Regions from separate parts of the Cricetulus griseus genome. Here region 2 is linked to region 1. The links are chromatin contacts, called in public Hi-C maps. All regions are on one chromosome and are shown on one strand. Each heading gives the region's core, a stretch centred on a gene start, on an enhancer-like site or on the middle of the called end of the contact. The rest is flanking DNA. Distances are from core to core; before and after follow the strand shown.

Region 1 (5,446 bases), core at 1,530-4,029:
TGTACAGCTCAATTGCAATATTTCTTTTCTTTTTGTGTGTGGGGGGTGGGGGTGAGACAGAGTTTCTTTGTGTAGCCCTGGCTGTCCTGGAACTAGCTCTGTAGCCCAGGCTGGCCTCAAACTCATAGCGATCTGCCTGCCTCTGCTTCCCGAGTGCTGGGATTAAAGGTACTACCACCACCTGGTTCAACTAAAATCTTAATGCATAAAGCCAAGACCATTTACTATATAAGAGGATAACTAGGTGACATAAAACATATTGTGTTTATATGTTTATATGTTTGAGACAGGGTCTTACTCTGTGGTAAGGCCACTCTGGAACTCATCTAGTTTCAAAAACGTGTGACAATCCTCCCTGCATTAACCTCTCAGTTTCTAGAATATATGAGTTACCACTCGCAGTTTAGGAACTGCATTTTAATACAACTTGAAATTGTAGATTAATAGAGTTGTGGAAAAAAATAAAAACGTAATTCCTGAAAAATACTTTTTTGAGAATGAATACAAATGACTATAAAATTTGTAACTGAAATTCCAAAATGACTCTGCTTTTTGATTTTCGAGGTTGGCCTCGAACTTGTTATATTGCCAAGGATGACCTTGAATTCCTGATCCTCTTTCCTCCACCTCTCGAGTGCTGAAATAACAGCATATGCCACCATGTACCATTTATGAGGTGCTGGAGATTGAACCCAGGGCTTGCTGCATGCTAGACAGGCACTCTACCAGCTGAGCTACATTTTGAGTCACTGTTTTCCTATCCAAAATACTACTTTCGAAAAGAACCTCTATATTCACTGAAATTCCACAAAAATTAGTAAAGCAAGAATTATGACTATACCAATATCTGTATGAAACATATAAAGCCCTAAAACTCATGGTTTGATTGAGTACAGAAAAGATGTTCTAATCTTTTTTAAAAATGGCTTATAGACAAAACATTCCCTTAATCTATACATCTTTGTGTGAAGTAAATGAAGAATTCACTTGCTCCCCTAGTGCCTCTAAGTATTTACCTGAGCACATTCTGTGAACTACGTCCTGAGCTGACAGAGTAAATCAAGTCCAAACAATGAGCATGTGCAATAATGGGCACACATAATTTAATATAAGCAGCAGTGCTTGAAAGGAATTTAGATCTATGAAAAACAACAACAGGGAGAACCTGTCTGAACCAGATGGTCAGGTAAGTTCTCTTGGTGAGACAATTAGATTGAGCTGTAAAGAGTGAGAAGAAACCAGTCCTCAGGCACAGTATCAGGACATCTAGACAGAAGGAACATTGGTGCAAAAGCCCTTGGGAGTCAGGATGCACATGGTGCTTCATGAGCAAAGAAAGGAGACTGTTTCAGCAGCACAGAGGACAACGGCAAGAGAGAAACAAATAGAACATGGGAAGGTAAACAGTGGTTAAATGGTGATACAGAGCCTTTATATTTAATAGGACAGTATTAATGAGGGGCTTTTTCTATGTGTGTGAGGTTTTTGTATTTGGTTTTAGCTCAGGCTGGCTCCTAATTCACCATCCTCCTAACTGAGCTTCCAGAATCTTGGTCGTATAGGCATGCACAACCAGTAAGCTCCTCGAGGTTTCTGAGTGGCCAGGCCCTGCCCCTGAGGACCTCCAACAGCCAGGCTGCACCCTAGCAGTAATGGCTAGACACAGGTGGTCAAGCTCCACCCTACAGAGTAAAAAGTCCAAGCTGAGACTTGAAGACCCACCAATCCCTGAGTTTGAAATCGTAATAATCCCTGGGCTTGCCCCCATCTCAGGACTTGAAATCAGACCAATCCCCACACTGGAAAGCTCCGTCCCCCAAGAAACTCCATTTAAACCCTGTCTTCTGCTCAGTTCTCTGTAACTTCTCTCCCAAGTAGAGGTGACCACCCTCCTTGGTTTTTCTCTCCCAATAAATCTCGTGTAAGGTTTATTGTGCAGTGTGACTTTGAGGTATTCCTTGGCTCCCAACTGCCAGGATATCTTTCCCTTCAGAGCTGTAACCCTTGCATTGGAAAAATCTCCCCTCTCCCACAGCAGAGCTGTAACACTTGTATTGGGGAAACCTTCCCTCTCAGAGTTGTAACACACAATCAAGATCATCTAACAATGGCTTTTAAGAATCTAGTAAATGATAGGATTTGCAATTTTGAAATATAAGAATATAAAAGGAAGAATGCAGAGGTCATGAGGGTTCAGAAAGGTTGAGTCAGATGTAGATTAGAAGAAAGGATATGTGATAGGTAGGGTTATAGTTGGGGGGGGTGGTAGGGGAGGAAGGGAGGGAGAAGGGAACTGGGATTGTCATGTAATTCAATCTTGTTTGTAATTCAAATTTTAAAAAAGTCAAAAAAAAAGAGAAATATCTGGTGCTAATAAAAATCATTTTCACAAGTTTAATTTTACCTTTTCTGTTCATGGAAGCAACACTAGTGGTCAGGGTAGTCAGGTTTTTTATTTGAACATTTGTTTATTTTTGAGACAGAATCTCTGTATGTACTTATCCTGGCCTCAAAATCACAACCTTCCTTCCTCTGCAACCTGAGTTCTGGGACTGATGACAAGCACATGCCATCACATTCAGCTCTAGACTTAGGGCAGATGTTAAAGACAGTGCCAATAAGACCTAATAATATACCACAACAGCCAGATACTTGAGTAGTACCCATGACATCCCCATCTCTCCGCTTCCTGGTGCTCACACCCATATATAATACCCTCCCTTGAGTATGAGCAGAATGAATGACTTGCTTCAAACCACTGTAAAACAAATACAACAGGATGCCATTTCTGTGATTCATACTGTTAGCAAGACTCTGTCAAGCCTCTTCTTGTGGCCTCATGACATAAACATATACATGGGTGAGAACCAGTGACAACTAGATATAGATAGACCTGAGGAGCTAAAGGCAACCTCTGTGAACTGAAGGCAACATCCAGCATGGACTGGAGAGATGTCTTGAGGGTTAAGAGTGCTTGCTGCTTTTCTACAGGACCAAGTTCAGTTCTCAGCACCTATGTTGCAATTGCTGGTAACTCAACCTCAAATGGATCCAACACCCTCTCCTGGCCTCTAAAGGCACCTGCATGTACAGGGCATTCTCTTACAGAGACACATACACAAAAATTAAAATAAATCTTACTAGAGAAATATCTTGCAGGAACATTTAGTAGTATTATTCAAAGTGATAGTCATTTAGGAAAGCTTGTTTTATTCTAAAATACATGTATGGACTTACCAAGGAGAGTATACACAGGAAACAGGAAATAGGTTTGCAAATTCTTTTATGTGGAGAATATAAAATAAAAATAGTATAAGTTTTTTCTAATCTTCACACTTTTGGAGGGTGGGGTTTTTTCATATTTGGGGTATAAGGCTGATAAGATCAAGTGAGAAAAGGAAGTCTATATATTAAGTAGCCTAGTCCTCATCTTCCTGTTCTTTATATTATAGATAAGAAACAATCTCAAAGACTTGCCCAAGTAGAGAAAAACTCTAATTAAAACAAGAAGACCTGGTTCACAGACACATATGCAGACAAACACCCATGCACATAAAAATAAAAACAAATCTTTACAGCAGCAAGAACAAGACGCAAGAAGGGACGTGACTGAGCTGAGGTACATAGTCTAGAGATGCAGGCCTTGTGTCTGGAGCCATGAACACCTCAAATTCTGTTTTAAAAAAATGCGCCCAAATAAAAGTACGGTGCAAAACATGGGAAAGAAACAGAATAGAAAGGGTTCAAAAGTTGAAGAAGCAGGGCCTGTATTATATGTAATGATGGGAATGCAGGGTTCCCTCCCCCAAAGCAAAGGGATTTATAGATGTCAATCATACTTGAGAACTTGAAGAAAAGTGAGAGTCAGAGTTCACTGAAGCTTTTCTTAACTGCAAAGGATGGCAATGGAAAGGATGGCACAAAGGGAAATCTTTATGTGACAGTGACCCTGATAATAGCAAACCAAAGGGAAAAGGAGATGCTCTTGATAAATGCTTTCTTTGCTCCAGATCTTGATCCACAGACAGCAATGGAGAATTTGTGATTCCCATGAAATGGAAGGATTCCAAAGAGGTAGATTTGATGCTGGCAAAATGAACTGTCTTCAAGATGTAATTGTTTTTCTTTAACCTTTATTTTTATGTTACGTATTTTGCTGCATATGTGTCTGTTTACCATATCCATGCAGTTCCCAGAGGGGCCACAAGAGGGAGTACAATACTCTAGAACTGAAGTCCTGTCAGAAGGATTAAGTGCTCTTAACAGCTCCACCATCTTTCTAGCCCCTCCACTTCATAGTCTTTTCTATGATTATTACATTCATTTATTTGGGACAAGGGCATACATTTGCCGAGGCACAAAGATGACAGTCAGAAGGCAACTTTGAGGAGTCTATTCTTTTTTCTATCGGTGGGTCCTGGGGATCTACTGGGTCATCAGGCCTGTGGGTCAAGTGCCTTAACCTGGCCTCTCATATTCTTTTTTTTTTTGGGGGGGGGGGTTTCTATTCTTTTATTTGTTTTATATATGTGCAGCTGTTTGTTGCAGTATTTTTAAAATTGCTGCTTTTAAATTCCTTGTCAGATAATTCTAATGTGTGTACCCCAAAGTCATTGACTCTTTAACTACTTTTTTTCTCATTCAAATTGAGATTGTATTGGCTCTTGGCTAAGCAAATTTTGTATAGTATGCTGTGAGACTCTAATCTTTTGTCATGGCAGGCCTTATCTAACACCACTCCAGTGGGATGGGGAACATCAACTTATGACTGCCATGACGTAATAGCTGGGGTAACTCACTACATCCTGGCTCTCCACTTACACTTCACTGGCACAGATGAGGCCAGGGCTAGATTTTTGTGGTATCTGTCTTCCTAAATCCTTGGACTAAATCCTTGGACTAAAGCATTTTTCTGGAAGACCTTGCTTCAAAAAAAAATTTTTTTTAATTCTTTTTGAGGTGCTAGATATATAACCCCAGGTCTTGTATGTGCAAGGTAAGAGCCCTATCACTGGGCTGCAACCAAAGTAATTTCCTTAGGGCTTTTTTTCCCCCTTGTATCTATCAGTATTTCCAAATTGCCAATATCCTCAATAGTAAGTTTAAGATACATGGGCAACAGAACCCTAACTAAGACATCAACATACATAAAATAAAGTTTAGAAGACTATTATAAGAATTTTAAATAGAGTTTCCTTAATTACTTATGATTTCTTGTTATTTTTACACCATAGTTTTTCAGAGTGTTTGAAACATAAGCTTCTTGCAAAACCATTTACAGAGCTGGTGAGATGGCTCAGGGGGTAAAGCATTTCAAGTCTGGCAACCTGCACTAAATACCCCAAACTCATACAGAGATGAAAGGAGAAACCAGCTTTACAAAGCTGTCTTCTGACCTCCACTTGCACACCACGGCACACACACTTTCACCACCATCCCCATCACG
Region 2 (5,446 bases), core at 2,173-4,672, 110 kb after region 1:
TGGTTATTTTGAAATGGACAGCAGTAAAATAGATATACAAATATTTCTGTCTACAGATATGAAGTTAGGAGTGGTATATTGAGGCCATATGGTAGTTCTATTTTTAGCTTTTTGAGAAACCTCCACACACTGCATCCCATAGTGTCTGTACCAGTTTCTATCTCTACCACGCATAAACCCCTACCCACTGGTATAGGGCTGCTGTTTCCCTGTATGCTTGTCAGCACTTGTTGTTATTTTTTTCTTAATGATAGCCATTATGACTGGGATAAAGTGGAATCTCAAAGTAGTTTTAGTTTGCATTCCTAATGGTTAATGATACTGAACACTTAAGAATGTTCCAGGAGGGTCGGGAGTTAGACCTGGAGGTGGTAAAGGATCAGACTTGACTGTTACATTGAGAGCTCATCTTTGGGCTTACTGAGAAGGAATAGAGGGAGATAGGGAGGCAGTAGAGTCCATAGAGATTTTATTATTTAGGAATACATGTCTCTTTACACTCTGCCTGGGTGCAAGGAATGTCGCTTCTGCCAAAGGAGTAATAACTCTCTAGAAATCAAGTGTTTCTCCTGTGCTGAGACTCCCTAAGGATGGTCATGTGGATGAATTGGAGCTTAGTTTATTGATCCTTTATTATCTAAGACATATGAACCCTTTATACCAATTTTTGCTTTTGTTTGTTGCTTTTGAGGCAGACTGATAAAGACTAAAATTAGGCTAAATCAGCATGGAAACAGCAGTAAAAAGACATTGGGAATTCTTGGAGTCATCTCCTGATTGATTATGAATGGGGCCTTAGTGTGTCATCCTTTACTGAACCAAAGAGCCACTGACAGTCTAGTTCATAATCAGTAGTTCAGGTTGTCTTTAGACTACTTGCACATAATCATCTCGTCCAGAAAATGGAAGAGAAGGGTATGGTTCTGGTTAAAGAGACTAGTGTCAGTTTCCATACCTAACAAAACCATTCCGCATGCATGTGCCTTTTAGGGATTTTTCATACACTGCTGCACTCAGGAAACTGTGTTCTGTTACAGCTGCAGCCGACTCCGCCAGGTTCAGAACATCATGACACAGAGCAGCAAGTCACAGCCTGATGGGATTCTCTGCATCCTAGGTTAGTGCTTTGTAAGGTGGGACTCACAGTGGCAGTGGTTTGTATTCTTGATCTCAGGAAGACACTAATAATGCTGTCATGGGGGATACATTGTAGGTTAGTGTCCTCCCAGTTTTTGTCCCTGTGAAATCTGCTCCTGTTTTATTGTGGGAGAATATTAAGAGAGATGACAGTGAGATAAGGAGCTCTTACCATTCTTGGAGCTCCTGCTGCAACCCATTCTTTTTAAAATCCTATAGACAGCATCTGTGTGCTCCTGCCCCTGCCATTCTGCACATGACTGTAGGTAGCCCCAGGATAACTCAGACATTGAGAGGCAGTAGTAAAGACAGTGTCGCTTAATTTCCTCTTGTCTCTGGTCAAACTTTTCTAGACTAATCATAAGTGAGGGTCATTGCAGGAACACATACCATCACACCACACCTTGCAGTGCATGCTAAGCATTGCTTCTGACGATTGTGAAGGGTTAGGGCTTATTATTCTATTCCACCCTCTTGTCCTCATCTTTTCAAACCACCTTAACTTGCTTTTGTTTGATCACACATTTTTCATAAAGATCTCTCTGAGATCTATTCTTGGGCTAACTGAAAGTATTCCAAGATCTAGTAAATCAGTAGAAGACCATATTCTCTGGTTCTTTCTACCCCTAATAATTGCTTTTTATGGGGCTGGAGGTGGCTCAGTAGTTAAGAGCATTTCATGTTCTTCCAGAGGACCTAAGTTTGATTCCCAGTACCCACATGGTGGCTCACATCCATCTGTAAATCCAATTCTAGGGGATCTCATGGATCCTAGAGGGTACTATTCTGGATTCATTGGATACCAAGCATACGTGGTACATACACATATATGTGGGCCAAATATCCATATACATGTAAACTAAAAACTGAAAGAAAAAAAAAGCTTTTCAGAAATCAATAGCTTTAGTAATCTTTGTTCCTTAATTTCCCCATCTATGTAGATCTTGAGATCCAAGGAAGGTGCCTTATGCTTCAGCCTGTTTCTTTCACAAGGGGTGGTTTATTTAGTTTTAGCTCAAAACTGGTTTGAACTGCCTCTGGCCATCAGGGCTTTACTAAATGGGCAAGTCATTGGTGATTATTGTGTTCCATGGTATGAGATAGCTAGTCACAGCCTTCTTTGCCTTGCAGGAATTGACAGCAGGTATAACGAAGGTTGCAGAGAGCTGGCAAATTACCTTCTATTTGGTTTATACAGTCAGAATACCACTGATTTTGAGAAAACAGGATTTTCTGAAGAAATTCTAGATGGTAAGTCTATATTGACTCTTAGTTCATGATCTTTCTTAAAGAAATTGTTTTAATTTTAATTTGTTGTATGAGTGTTTTGCTTGCATGTATGTATGTGCACCATTTGTGTTCTTGGTATCCTTGGAGGCCACAGGAGGACATTGGATGCCCTGGAACTGGAGTTCCAGATAGTTATGAGCCACCATGCAGGTGTTAGGAATAAAACCCACGTCCTTTGGAAGAGTATTAAGTTCTTTTAACTACTAAGCCATCTCTCCAGCCCCAATTCATGATCTTTTGTTTCTGCAAGGTTTTTTGTTTTTTTCTGTTTTGTGGTTTTGGTTTTTTTGTTGTTGTTTTTTTGTTTATTTGGAGTCAGAGTCTCTTGTAGCTTTAAATGGCTTGAAACTCACTGTGTAGACCAGGCTGAACTTGAACTCTGAGATCTATCTGCCTCTGCCTCCTTAAAGACGTACACCCAAGTACCCCATTCATGATCTTTTTTATGGGAAAATGTGGTCGAATTTTAAATATTCCAATGCGCTAGTAAATTTTTGCCTTATTTTGTTTTACTGTTTGAATGATGTGTGATATTCTAATTAGTATTGAAATTGGCAACCCTCTGGCCTCAGCCTCCCAAATAGCTGGAATTAACAACTGGTAAGATTGTCTTTTTAATAGTGAAAAATTACATTTCCTTATTGACCTATTAAGTAATATATTCTGTTGGTCATACACTGCTTAACAGACTATCAACAAGCAGTTTCTAGAATACATTTGCTGGGTAAATCATCTTTGAGACCAAAAGCAGGCATCAGTATTTGGCATTATCTCTTGGCAGTGTACTGGTTTTTCTTAGTATTGCCCACTGATTCTTTTCACCAAAGGTTCAGATTGTTCACTGTTGCCCAGTGAAAGCACTTTGAGCTTGAGGCAGGGATGAGCTGTTCTTGTAAGCTGCTCTTGTGAGGAAGATGATTTTATGTGGATCGTGAGCTGAGGAACAAGGGCCTATTGTCCTGCTGTCTCTGGGAATTGTTTTTTGTGTGACTTTAACACAATGCAGGCTTTCTGCCTGCAGTCTGCCTTCTCTGGCTTGGAGACACTGCATGTGTTGATGCTGCTGTGGGCTGTTGCCCAGGAGCCATCTCTGATATCATATACTTAGCATTATAAATTGTCTGCAAGATGAGTCAGGAGACATACAACAAACAAGTGAAACTGGACAAGAGACAAGACACTTTTGCAAGGCAGCTGGGGAGGGCATGAAAGCAAACATTTGATGTCAGATGATCTCATTTGAGTATAGTGGTTCTCAGATGGGGGCCAGTTTTGTCCCCTAGGAGACATTTAGCAATGTCTGAAGACATTTTTGATAACCATGTTTTGGTTTATGGTACTACTGGCATCTAGTGGACGCTAGGGATGCAACTCAACATCTCAAAACACACAAGAAAGCCCCGATTACACGATGAAGAATTATCTGACTTAAGACAGTCCATAGTTCTGCGTGCCAAAGTCCCCAATACTGTTTATCCGCATAGTTTAACCTATCCTTTTATCACAAATACAGAAAAAGAAGACTGAAATTACTTTCTGTTAATTTCCTTCCTTCCTTCCTTCCTTCCTTCCTTCCTTCCTTCCTTCCTTCCTCCCTCCCTCCATCCCTCCCTTCCTTCCTCCCTTTCTTCCTTCCATCTCTCTGTCTGAGGTAGGCTCTCACTGTACTCAGGCCAGCTTCAGATCCACAGTGCTTCTCAGCCTTCTGGGTACTAGGTTTACATGCACATCACCACTGTCATCTTCAACAGTTCTTTTTCTTATTTATTTATTTATTTATTTATTTATTTTTGGTTTTTCATGACAGGGATTCTCTGTAGCTTTGAAGCCTGTCCTGGAGCTTGCTCTGTAGACCAGGCTGGCCTTGAACTCTCAGAGATCCACCTCTGCCTCTGCCTCCTGAGTGTTGGGATTAAAGGCATATGCTACCACTGCCTGACTCTTTAATTTTTGATATTAAAATAAAATTATAACATTTTCCCTTACTTTTCTTCCCTTCTCAACCTGTGGGTCACAACCCCTTTGGCAAACCTCTGTCTCCAAAAAAATATTTACATTGAAATTCATAACAGTAGCAAAATTACAGTTATGAAATGGCAACAAAAATAATTTAATGGTTGGGGTTCACCACAACGTGAGGAACTGTATTGAAGGGTCTTAGCATTAGAAAAGCCAACATGAGATACTTACTTTTCAAAGACATTTTAAAAAACATTTTACATAATTCTACTCTCCTCCTACTACTATTATTGTTGTTATTGTTGTTGTTGTTGTTATTTAGACAGGTTCTCTTTATGTAGCTGTGACCTTCTTGGAACAAGCTATGTAGAGATGCTGGCCTCAAACTCAGAGTTCTGTGATTAAAAGCTTGTGCCACCACACCTGGCCAAACTACCATCCAGTCTGTGCCCTTTCCTCCTCTTCCTCGTCCTCCTGATGCTTCTCATTCATCTGCTGCTGTTTTTTTGTTTTTTGCTTTTTTTTTTTTTTGATACCATCTCTGTGTTTAAATCAGGGTGGCATCCTTGCACTTGCACTGGTATCATGAGCATGTGCCATAACGCCCAGCTTCATCCCTCTTCCTCCTCCCCCGGCCCCTCCCCTTCCTTCTTTTGAGATAGAGTCTGGCCATCCTGGAACTCACTATGTACGTAAACATGCTGGCCTTGAACTCAATGAGATCCTCCTACCTCTGCCGCCTGAGTGCTGGGATTAAACAATTACAGCTACTACACCCTGGCCATATTTTCTTCTTCTATCTGGCTGTTTATTCGGAGTGTATGAAATTTGTAATTAGATTTAGCAGTTGTTATGATAACATTTGTTTCTTGATCCTAAATCTTTAAGGTTACACTTGAATGTATAGTACGGTATCTAGTGAATCAGTGTAGTGTGTGTGTGGTGTATAATGGATCCCCACTTTTTCAGGTGTCATACAATTTCTGCCTTAGCAGGTAGTCTGCGGTTGATTTAGGACAGGGATCTGGGGCTGTGGGACTGAGGAAAGACAGAACTGAGG

Evidence for each region. A called contact is a pair of places that touch in the nucleus more often than the background predicts.
Region 2: a contact with region 1 is called in a Hi-C map of liver, with 2.2 times the contacts expected there. The contact joins two enhancer-like sites. A contact is called at or near these places in 2 of 8 Hi-C or Micro-C datasets (fibroblasts and liver).

The regions. Positions count from the first base shown.
Region 1 is chr6:47,634,637-47,640,082 of CriGri-PICRH-1.0, forward strand. The region is part of intron 8 of Atrn (attractin); the gene reads right to left. Among named protein-coding and RNA genes, the nearest start is that of Atrn, 35 kb to the right of the region's middle. Within about 2 kb of position 2,780, at least 1 of the 6 cell types and tissues checked has open chromatin away from gene starts, as enhancers often do.
Region 2 is chr6:47,741,254-47,746,699 of CriGri-PICRH-1.0, forward strand. It overlaps C6H20orf194, which reads left to right. Exons shown (of 37, transcript XM_027421773.2): 2 at 1,038-1,117; 3 at 2,269-2,388. Among named protein-coding and RNA genes, the nearest start is that of C6H20orf194, 18 kb to the left of the region's middle. Within about 2 kb of position 3,423, at least 1 of the 6 cell types and tissues checked has open chromatin away from gene starts, as enhancers often do.